Regions from separate parts of the Mus musculus genome. Here region 2 is linked to region 1. Evidence: chromatin contacts called from public promoter capture Hi-C data. All regions are on one chromosome and are shown on one strand. Each heading gives the region's core, a stretch centred on a gene start, on an enhancer-like site or on the middle of the called end of the contact. The rest is flanking DNA. Distances are from core to core; before and after follow the strand shown. Region 1 holds the start of Casd1 (CAS1 domain containing 1). Region 2 holds the start of Sdhaf3 (succinate dehydrogenase complex assembly factor 3).

Region 1 (5,346 bases), core at 1,353-3,852:
ATTAAACATTCTAGATCCCTTAGGGTTAGACAAATAAGCAGGAGACTATTAATTTCATGATTTTAGCTTTCAGCAAGAAAAGATACATTTAACTAAAGCAAACTCTAGGAGATGGAGGGAGGGGTGAGCAATAGACTTGAGAACTATTTAGAAGAGACTGAAGACAGTGTAAACATTGGCTTGGATAATCATGTATAAAGTTGAGATTTGTAGGTTAGACGTAGATAGCAAAAGACCACAGATAATTTGAAATCTGAAATGCCAACAATTGCTAACCAAAAACTGTCCTACTGGGGAGAAGCAGAGGGTAGCTCTATAGGTACAGTATAAACACATGAATATGGCCTGACACAGTTGTGTGTGTGTGTGTGTGTGTGTGTGTGTGTGTACAGAAGGTAACTGATCCCTTAAAGAGGACGGGGACCTATCTGATGGTGAGGATGGCTCTGCCAGGAACCACTAGAAGCAGCCTGATAACTGGCACCTGGCTAGTGCTCTGAAGAAGAGGCAAAAAACAAGACTAGAGAAGGAAAAAAACTTGATAGACAAACACCAAATAACAGAAAATTCAACAGCATTTGAACCTACAAAAAATATCAGAAAGTAAAGAAGGTAAAGAGAAAGAGAGGGACAAAGAGAGGGAGAGGGAGAGAGAGGGAGAGAGAGGGGGAGAGAGGGAGAGGAGAGGGAGAGAGGGAGAGAGGCAGAGAGGGAGAAGAGGGAGAGGGAGAAGAGGGGGAGAGAGAGAGAGGGAGAAGAGAGGGAGAGAGGGAGAGAGGCAGAGAGGCAGAGAGGGAGAGAGGGAGAGAGGGAGGGGGAGGGGAGGGGGAGGGGGGAAGAGGGCCGGAGAGGGAGAGAGAGAAAGAGGAGAGTCCTTTGGATTTAACAAGAAATACCCATACCACCAGCAAAGAACCATTCAGTTCTTCAGGACAGAATGGGAACCAAGCAAGTGAAAATTTCAAGTAGCTACTCCTTCTAAAAGAAACAAAGAAGCAAATAACTTGGAACACAGAATCTAGTGGTGGTTTTAATTAAAAAGGGACATTTATCAGTGGAAAGGCATCAGCTAAGAGAGGGACCATTTATAGATGCCACAGGAAAGGGCCATCTTATGTGGAGATATCTACCAGGAAAAGCAGAAATAGGTAGAGGGGTTAACTTTAACACAGAGGAAAGGACAAAGGGGTTCCCAGATTTTCCCAGTATCTCAGAAAGCCTTCTGGGAAGCACAACTAAGTACAACGTCAGGTTTCTTTATTTTTGGCTAGCATTAGGCCAACCCTGGGGGTTAGCTCTGGTTATTGAAGGTGGATCAGAAATTCTAATTTGGTGTTGATGACATCATAGTATGTGTCTAGGATGTGATTGGCAGGCCACATATTGTTAGCCCAGTTATCTGGTTGTTGTCGTATCTGATTCAATTCTGCCAGCATGTGATCAGCCTCAGATCAGAAGAAAGAGCCAAAATTAAGCGACCACTTGCAGGGAACAGTGCCTAAGTGTTTGTACACTTATTTAACTTTATTGCTTATTAGCATTATATCTATGACAGTGATGTATGTGATTTCATTTAAGCGACAAGAATCTTTCATCATCATATGATGATTGTGGCTGGAAACATAATTTTAAAAATCCTTCAGTGGAGAGGATGGGAGTGACTCGACAGGATCTCTAAGTCCCTTTTCTCTAACATTCGAGAATGTTGAGAAGGGTCTGGAAGCACAAGGTTGGGGTTGGCTAAAAGTTGTAAAGAAGACTTGCCAACACCTCCAACTCAACAATGACTTACTTGTTCTAACCACAACATGCAAATAGCCATTCTTGTCTACAAGGCAACTCAAGACCAAGGGTATGAATAAGAATGCTTTTCAAAGGACACACAGAGTGCTGGGTCTATTGATAATCACAAAACATTAACCAAGTTTAAGGATTGCCACAGGCAACCAATCTGCTACCCTGGCCAACCTTAGTGTCAACAAAGATATTGTGTAAACATAAAGGAGAAAGGGGCTCTTATACTGACATCCACACCAACTTAGACACACTGTACAGGATGCATCTACACCCACTGCAACTGGACAAACAGCACATTGGGCAGTTGAGTATTAAACGGTGAACATGGGCCTTACACTTGAGTTGGGTGTTCGGATTTACAGCCACCCCAACACCTGGCCAGCATCTTAGGTGCAGAGGAACTTGCCAGACAGGTCGTGGGTGGCCTGCCGTTAAGGCCCCACGACCGTGGGAGAGCAGAGAGTAGAAAGTCCAGAAAGGGTGTGATGGGGGAAGCAGGGAGTGTACTTTTTTTTCCCGGAACAGTAGTTCTATTGCCCTAACCTGGGCTCAGGTAGCTGCCAGTCCACTTGGGCATAGCCCCGGAGCTGACATCTGGGCCGGGCTGCAGGCCCTGGCCCTCTGCCCCCCCAACACCCATACAGTCACCATGCCTGTGCAGCCGTCGCCGCCCGCTGCCGCCAGTGACCCGGTGACCCCGGAGGCCCGTCTGGGCCCGGTGACCCCGGAGCCCCGGGCATCCGGACCCCCGTCACAGGCGCAGCCGCTATTAAGGCAGGAGGCTACCAGGGAGGAGGAAGGGGAGGAGACAGGCGGCCAGGGCGCCTGGGGCACCGGCACGGCTGAGCAACGGCGGCGGGGTTGGGGGGAGGCCGACGAGGGCACGGGGAAGGCCGGCGGCACGGAGGCCGCAGGCTCGGACCCCTCGGCCCGCGGTTCGGGCGACGGGCAAGGGAGCTGGCGGCCGCTTCTCGGCTGGCTACGGCGCCCGCCGCCCCAGTGCTGCCCCTGCGCGGCGCCCCTTCCCCGCTCCGCCGCGCACTGTTGTCATGGAGGAACCAAGATGGCGGCTCTGGCCTACAACCTGGGCAAGCGGGAGATCAACCACTACTTCAGCGTGAGGAGCGCCAAGGTGCTGGCGCTGGTGGCCGTGCTGCTGCTCGCAGCGTGCCACCTCGCGTCCCGCCGCTACCGAGGTGAGCCGGCCCTCCCCCCGGCCCGGGCCGGCTCGGCCCGGGGGGAGGCGGCGCCGCGGCCCCGAGCGCGGGAGGCCGCCCCCCGCCGCAGCACGCCCACGCGCCGGCGGCCTCCCGCGGCCCCGCGGCGCCCCACGTGCCCGGGCCGACCCCTGCGGGCCCCTGCCCCCAGCCTCCCGCTCTCGGGGCCACCTCCTGCTGGAGCGGGGCTCCGGAGGCGCGCCCGGCCCCGCGCCCCGGTGCAGGAGGTCGAACCAGGGGCCCCCGGGGGCAGCCCTGGCGGCACCGCCTCCCGGATGCTGGGGTCGCACACGGTGCGCCCGTGGGGTCTGCCTCCTGCCCTGCCACTTCAGGGCCCAACGGTTGGACAGCGGCTTGGGCCGCCCTGCTTACTTTTGCCAAAAGGGCCAGTGTGGCTAAAGATGCCCATGGCCCACCTCCCTCCCGTGGAGGAGGTGCCACCAGCCTTTCAAACACTTTTCAAGAGTTTGGGTTGCACAGTTTTTGTTTTTGTTTTTACAAATAAAGACACTGAGGCAGGATTTTGGTTTTTGTTTGTTTCTTAAAGGAGTTAAGGAGTTGACCGGACTAGACGTGAGCGGGCGAAGCAAATAGTTAAGCCTTTTGAAAGCTGGCCTTCAATATGGGTTTACATACTGGTGGAAAGCTGGAAAGGAACCAATGAACTCTTCTCAGAAGGAATTATCCTTCAGTTGTCAAGGGATATTTGCTTGTTTTTTTGATTGATTTTTTTTCCCCTTTCCTTACGATAAATGCCACCAGGACAGTCACTGACAGTAGGAGGGAAATTATAATGATAGGATCTTTTGGTTTTGACCTTTGGTATCCTAAAAGTCATTATATGGACAGCTCTTGGTGACTGTGAGATAATTAGACAAATGTGACAGCCACGTGCACATTAGCGCTGGGCCCATTTATACTGTACAGCCCAGTCACGAGAGTACTAGAGTCTCGGCTGTATTCCCATTTCACATGATCTCTCAAAGTGGAGGCCATTTTGGTCAAACTTGATGGTTTGTTTCTACCTACTCTTGAGTTTTCCAGATCTTAAACTTTAGTATCATAGCTGTATCTTTTAAATATATTATCTTACAAATAGCTTAATTGAATTAAAAAAGATCCTTATGGCTAATTCTCCAGTCCTCTACAGATTCATAGCAGATGACCTATCAGAGCCTTGGCTTCTTACTGCTGACATCAAGAAAGCCTACATTTTCATATATACAACACAATTAGCAGTACTGATGAACCAACTGTTGATAACTCAGAGAACATGTTTCTTTTAAATGTGATTAATCTTTTTATGCTAGTTTGATATGAGATGACTGTCATCTAATTCAACTTTGTGTTTGTGATGTCAATGGAGCTAAAGTTTATGACTACAATGTTGTCCCAAATGTAAACCTACTGTGCCCTGCCTGCTTGTCTTTTTATTGTGCTTCTTGTCTTTTGCTAAGCTTGTGGAATACTAATTTTTAAATTTAGGTTATATTTTGCATCTTGCCAAGGTCTGTCATCATCGGGAGGAAAATAGAATGTCAGATGGGGCCTTATGAGTCAGGTTGTAAAGCCTCCTCCAGAAGGGACTTGTGAGTTTCCAAAGGTGCTTCAGTGCCTTGAGTGTGAAGCAGTACACCTGTCATATGTGCTTGTCCAGATTGAATATCAGGAACTTGAACCAGAGTCTGTGCAGGAGAAACTAAACATCTTACCAGGAACATTTTTGCCCTGGCAGTGTCAAACCATGTCAGGTGCAGTGCCTTTCGCAGATATGCATATATGCTTGATTCACATAGAATCATTTGGAACAAGAATGGAGTTTCTTAGACGAACAGTGGAAAGGACATGAAATGCTAAGATCTTGGGTGTGTGAGTATGAACATGCATCAAATGCACACACACACACACACACACACACCTCTTGCTTTGAAAATTACTCCACTTCAAAGAATTATTAGAAAGTAAAGCTTCCCAAAACCGTGCATTAGATTGAGCACTTACTGTATGCAGGCAGTGTTTAAGGGCTTTTCGTAATTCATTCTGTCTTTAGAGCCTCTAGGAGGTACGGTGTTTCATCCCCCCACCCCTTAACATTTCTGTAATCAAGAAGAGTCTTTAAAACTTTGATTGCATGTCAAAGTTTAATTGGTAACATTTTTTTCCTGTATGAAAAAATAATGATGTGTCTTAGATTCAGTGAATTAGAGAATTATTTACATTTTAAAGATGAAGCCAGAAAGGTTAAGCAAATTGCCTGAGAACATACAGCTAGTCAGTGGCTGAGCTATGATTTAGTACCAGTCAGCTTGCCTGGTGCCATTGTGTTACAGAC
Region 2 (5,293 bases), core at 1,953-4,452, 2.4 Mb after region 1:
GGAATTGCAATAATGGATGTTTGTGAACTGCTATGTGGGTGCTGGGAACTGACTCCAGATTCTCTATAAGAGCAACCAGTGCTCTAAACTGTTGCGCCATCTTTTCAGCCCTGGAAAAATGGGTTGATATTGATAGCAAGACCTGTTTTTTACATTTCATTATGAATATTGGAGTATAACATATTGATTCAGCATGCCATAAGCAGGTGTTTTTATCTGCATCTTGTGTGTTTATTTTTGGCTGTTTTCCTTGTTCATCATTTTTATTTCTTTTCAGCCAAAACACCTCTCTGCTTGTCAAACAGATTTCTACCTGCTTCTTCCACCTTAGTGTGTTGGAGGGGATCTGCACAAACCCTTCCTGTTTCTATGACCTTCCAATTCTAATATTCCTCTTGTGGTCAAAACAAAGTGTGACAATTCTGAATCAATAGCCAGGAATTCAACTCAAACCTTATTTTCAGTTGATGGATACTTTGACCACAAGAGGAAAGCTGAGTTGAAAAGTCAGAGAAACATAAAGTTTCATCCTCCTAATAGTGCATTGCTCATAGTGTGTGTGGTGTGGGGAACAAAGCTCATCTGCCCTATCATGACTTGCCTTCTTTCTTCAAGGTCTAATCATGCCACTGTATATTAGAATCTGTCTGTCTGGTCCATCAACTCCATTTCCATCATTGATTTGCTAGTGCCTTGTGGGTTTTTTTTTTTTTTTTTGTTCCTTTTAGGCTGAATCAATTCTTTTATTAGTTCGTTGGCAGGATGTTTTTTTCCACATTTTAATAAGGAGCTTTGGCTCTGAAAGAAGGATTTATTATACTTGTTAATTTAACCTGAAGAGAAACCAGAAAAAAAAAGCAAACTAGAATAAAATAATTTTCAATTTTCAAGGATATTAACAGATGAAATTTGGTAGCAAAGATGCCCTGAAATAAAATAACCACACTGCTCTTCAATCCTTGCCATTAATGTGATTTGTCATGATACCAAATTAAATTTATTAAGATAGTATTTTAGGCAAGTAATTTCCTTAAAGTTAAAGGAAAAACTCTATTCAAGGGCATAAATACTGGAGTGCTTCTTATTTTGTGCTGTACAGTAGTGAGACCTCGAAATGAGCAAAAAACATTGTAGGCTATTGTCTTTTTTGATTTCATAATTGTTACACAGACAGAAATCCTATGTTTGTGAGACAACTGCACACATTCTTGCCCTCTTGTGTTTTACCAACATGCAAATCCTGATGTGCTCAACACCACTAATAAACGCTCTGCACCAATGCAACAGTAATGTGGTTATTACATGTCTAGAGCACAGCCAGACCGGTGGGAAACACTCCCTCCTCCTGAAAAACGCCTTCCCCTAAGTATTCTTGTCAGAAGCTAGAATCAGTAACTAAGCAAAGTACGGCCTGCTGAGTATTATGAAGACAAAAAAGAAAAAACAACAAAAGCAGGAGCACCATGGGAGGTTTGGCTTGGTTATGTTAGTTTCAAACAAGGCTGTTGGGAAAGGTCACACGACAGTGAGCCGACACACTGGTTCTGGCAAGTGATGCCTCCTACCAGCCCCCGGAAGTGCTCCAAACAAGGTTTCCGGTTGGAAGTGAAGGAGTTCAAAGATGGAGGCCAGTGTGAGTGGAACTGACTTACTAGGGAGTGAATAAATAGAACATTTAAATTCTAGAGGTAGAGAGACTTTGAGTTGTTCAATAACAGAGTGCTACTGAGGATTTGTTAAGCAGAGGAACGATGTTATCTAATTACAGCCTGGGTAGATCATAACTGAAGTTCAACATGGCCAGAGGCAAGAACACAGATACGGTAGCTATCCAGTAGAAAGAGATAATTATGGTACAGGGTGTGATGGAAATAATGTTTGATTCCTGCATGATTTTGGTGGTGGAGCTATTAGGATTTGCTGAAGGATTAAAATTTAATTGGAACGAAAGAATAAGGACAAGAAGCTATCAGCTTTTGAAATAGTTACTTTTTTTTTCCCCACCTCTACACAAGTTTGGACTTGTGAACATCTAGATTTCTTGTTTTTGTAAGACCCCCGATGCTGGGCCTCTGCAAGTCCCCAGGTGAGCTGGCCAACACCCCAACGTCCTGAGAGAAAACCATACCTGATGCAAACTGCAAGAGGTTTTATTATCAGCTAGCTGAGGATGAAGTCCCTTTGCTGGTGCAGGGCAGGGGAGTTCGACCCGGTGACAGTAGGGAGCTTTTAACAGCTAGCTGAGGAGTTAGGAGGAGTTGGGAGGAGACTTGGGAGGAGTTGGGAGGAGAGTTGGGAGGACTTGGGAAGAGTTCTTCTCTTCCGGGTGTCCTTGGTGAAATTTACAAGGCAGGAGTGGGGAGTGAGTTCTTTCTGAATTTTTATCTCTGTGTCCTTGGCACAGGAAGGCAGGCATCTCTGGTTGTACAGTATAGAAACAAAAAGGCTTTTTGCTGGCTATAGAGAACAAAGAGCTTCTTTCTAGCTGTATTTTTTAAAGATCAGGGAAAACAAGCTTGGGAAACATCCAGGGGCTTTATCTTCCAGGGAGAAACGCTCTAAGTCAGGGTCTCACATTTTCATCTCACATTGTTTAATAAAAATTCTCAGAATCTTGGTCTTGGAAAAAAAATACACATAAAATAACTCCCAAGATTCTTTCATAGTGCACTTGACCTAGACCAACAAAGTCTGCCCTTCAGGGCTCACTTGTGATAACTACCTGGAAGAAGCTATGCCTACTGCATAAACTCCAAGTACAGCACTGCAAAGGACGAGGGCTGTTGCGAGGGACCGGCGAATGCCACACTATTTCAGAAGCCATAACACTTTGGATTAACCACGCAAGGCTTTCTGGAGAAGACTTCAGTTCGATGAAGTCTTTCTCAAATATTTAATAAGAAGAAACTAGCAAATGGAGAAGATGAGTTAACTCTGAAGGTAACAAGTCGCTCACACAAGACTTTTTGTCTTACACAGCAGCACCTCTCTAGGAAACTCAAGAAATTACAACTACTCCTCAACAGCCGCGCCTTTGGCAGAGCGTTTCTGTCCGCCCGCCCCAAATCCGGGTTTCCGGAAGGACAAGATTCTATGACGGACCAAACCGGATGAAGGTCGCGCGCTCTCTTCCGCCCGCTTTGGGGTTCACCCATAGGCGACTTCCTAGCGGGGGCGGAGCTACGCCCACCTTCTGCGCAGGCGCGGCGCGATGCCGGGGAAGCATGTCTCGAGAGTCCGGGCTTTATATAGGCGAATCTTGCTGCTACATCGGGCTCTGCCCCCGGACCTCAAAGCCCTGGGTGACCAGTACGTGAAGGACGAATTTAGGAGACATAAGACTGTTGGTCCTGGCGAGGCCCAGCGATTCTTGAAGGAATGGGAGGCAAGTGACGCCCCCTCCCCGCCCCCTCGTCCCGGACCTTGGGTTTTCAGTTCAGACCCCACCTTCCTAGCTGCTTCCCAGGGTCCGTGCACGGCCAAACAGGGCGTCTGGAATAGACAGACTAAAGTGGTCAAACAGCACTTCTTTCAAGCTCCGTCGCGAATCCCCCAGCTTCCCGCACAGGCTCTGTGCTTGAGCAGTTTCCCCCGCATTCAGAAGAACTTTCTGAGAGTGCTGAGGGTGCCAGGTGCTGGAGAGAGAAGGGTGGCGTGTCTCAGACGTTACTGCACTCCTGACTGTTTAGTGCTCCAAAAGTTCGTCGGCGTTTGTCCTTTGCGTTGCCTTTAGGCTGTTTAGGTGACAGCCGTGTAATTAACATGATGTCATTACTTAGCTGCCAGAATTAGATCATTTCGATCATTTGTTAATTTGTAATTGTAGGGCCTTAGTAAGCTTTCCACTTGACAGATAAATTATATAACCTAGAAAAGACCTAAGGATTGCAATTTGTTAAAGGGGTAATGCTGGCGGGGGCACGCGTTTGGATTCAGTGTTTGACTTTTCTCTTTTCTTTCTTATTATTTATTTTAGGTACATATTTATTTATTTGTGTGTATACGGGTGTGTGTGTGTGTGTGTGTGTGTGCTGGAGGTCAGAGGCTAACCCAAGGGAATGGTCTCTCCTTCCACCACATGGCTCCTGGGGATCAAACCGCGGGCTGCACAGCTTGGCAGCAGACACCTTTCTCAGTGAGCCATCTCCACGACCCTAATACCTTTTTTTTTTTTTTTTTTCTCTTAAGAATGAAGGGGGAGAAAGAGTATTGCATGATGCTGAAGAGTCTTGCAGGATCTCCTCCCATCTTGAAAATATCAGGAGGTGAAAGGAGTTGGGCATTTCTAGAGTGCATCTAGGTATTTTAAAGAAACTGCTCTGGTAAAGTAAAAAAGATTTTTCATGCTGATAGTGGCTGAAGTGATATTTACCTTTAAAACAACATAAAGATTAGGCTAGGGAAAAGCATTTTCATTGAATTCTATAATTCTTGATTGTAGAATTATTGAAGAGAGAACTTTATAATAATGAAATGTATAACTTTCTTAAAAGTCTTGGTTTATTAGATATAATTTGGTTGCCAGGAGCTGGGGAGGTTTAATATTTTTAAATGCAAAACACTTTCTTTAAATATGTAGTTGGTATTGAAATCAGAAAACTAGATTTAAATTCAGACCTCAGCATTTACTAAACATTACATCAGTTAATTTTTCTAGTCTTTCGGTCTGTAAAATAACGGTATTTACAACAGGCATCTCAATGTTAGTGTATTTATTACTTTATTTTATTCAGTTTGTTTGAGTCAGTGTTTTCCTGTGTTCTTGGCTGTCCTGGAACTCAATCTGTGGACCAGGCTGGCCTGCAACTCAGAGATCTGCAATGGATAATGCTAGTATATTTAAAAAGTACTATTTATATTGTTAATCATATCAAAGCTATAATAAGTGTTTGTAAAGTCATGTCTATTAAGTAAGTTTGAAGCCAGACAGGAAGACTTTATCTGTGCTGAGAAGAAAGACTTCTAGTTTGAAAGTCCTAAAGTCTAAGGACTAGAAAGTTTAAGGAAAATGTAGGAAAGGATAGAACTTAGAATAAGTTTATAAAAAGCTGAAGGAAAGGATACGAGAAAACTGGGAAATGTGTTGATGATCACAGGAGGCTTAGTGACAGCAATATCACTTTTTTAAAAAATATTTTAAAATAGCTTTAGACTTACAGTAGAGTTGCAAAGACAATTTAGAGTTCACATACATTCAATACTCTGCTTCCCCCTTTGTTAATATATAACCAGAACATTTATCAAAATGTAGAAAGTTACCATTGCTCGGGAACTTTTCATTACAGGACTTACT

Evidence for each region. Capture Hi-C pulls out chosen DNA fragments and counts their contacts.
Region 2: a contact with region 1 is called in a promoter capture Hi-C map of adipose tissue, with 3 times the contacts expected there. The contact joins the promoter of Sdhaf3 here to the promoter of Casd1 in region 1. A contact is called at or near these places in 1 of 39 promoter capture datasets (liver) and 2 of 9 other capture datasets (adipose tissue and liver).

Annotation. Positions count from the first base shown.
Region 1 is chr6:4,598,309-4,603,654 of GRCm38.p6, forward strand. It overlaps Casd1 (CAS1 domain containing 1), which reads left to right and starts at 2,603. Exons shown (of 18, transcript NM_145398.4): 1 at 2,603-2,993. The coding sequence starts at 2,861.
Region 2 is chr6:6,952,816-6,958,108 of GRCm38.p6, forward strand. Sdhaf3 (succinate dehydrogenase complex assembly factor 3) reads left to right here and starts at 3,203. Exons shown (of 2, transcript NM_001077713.1): 1 at 3,203-3,385. The coding sequence starts at 3,212.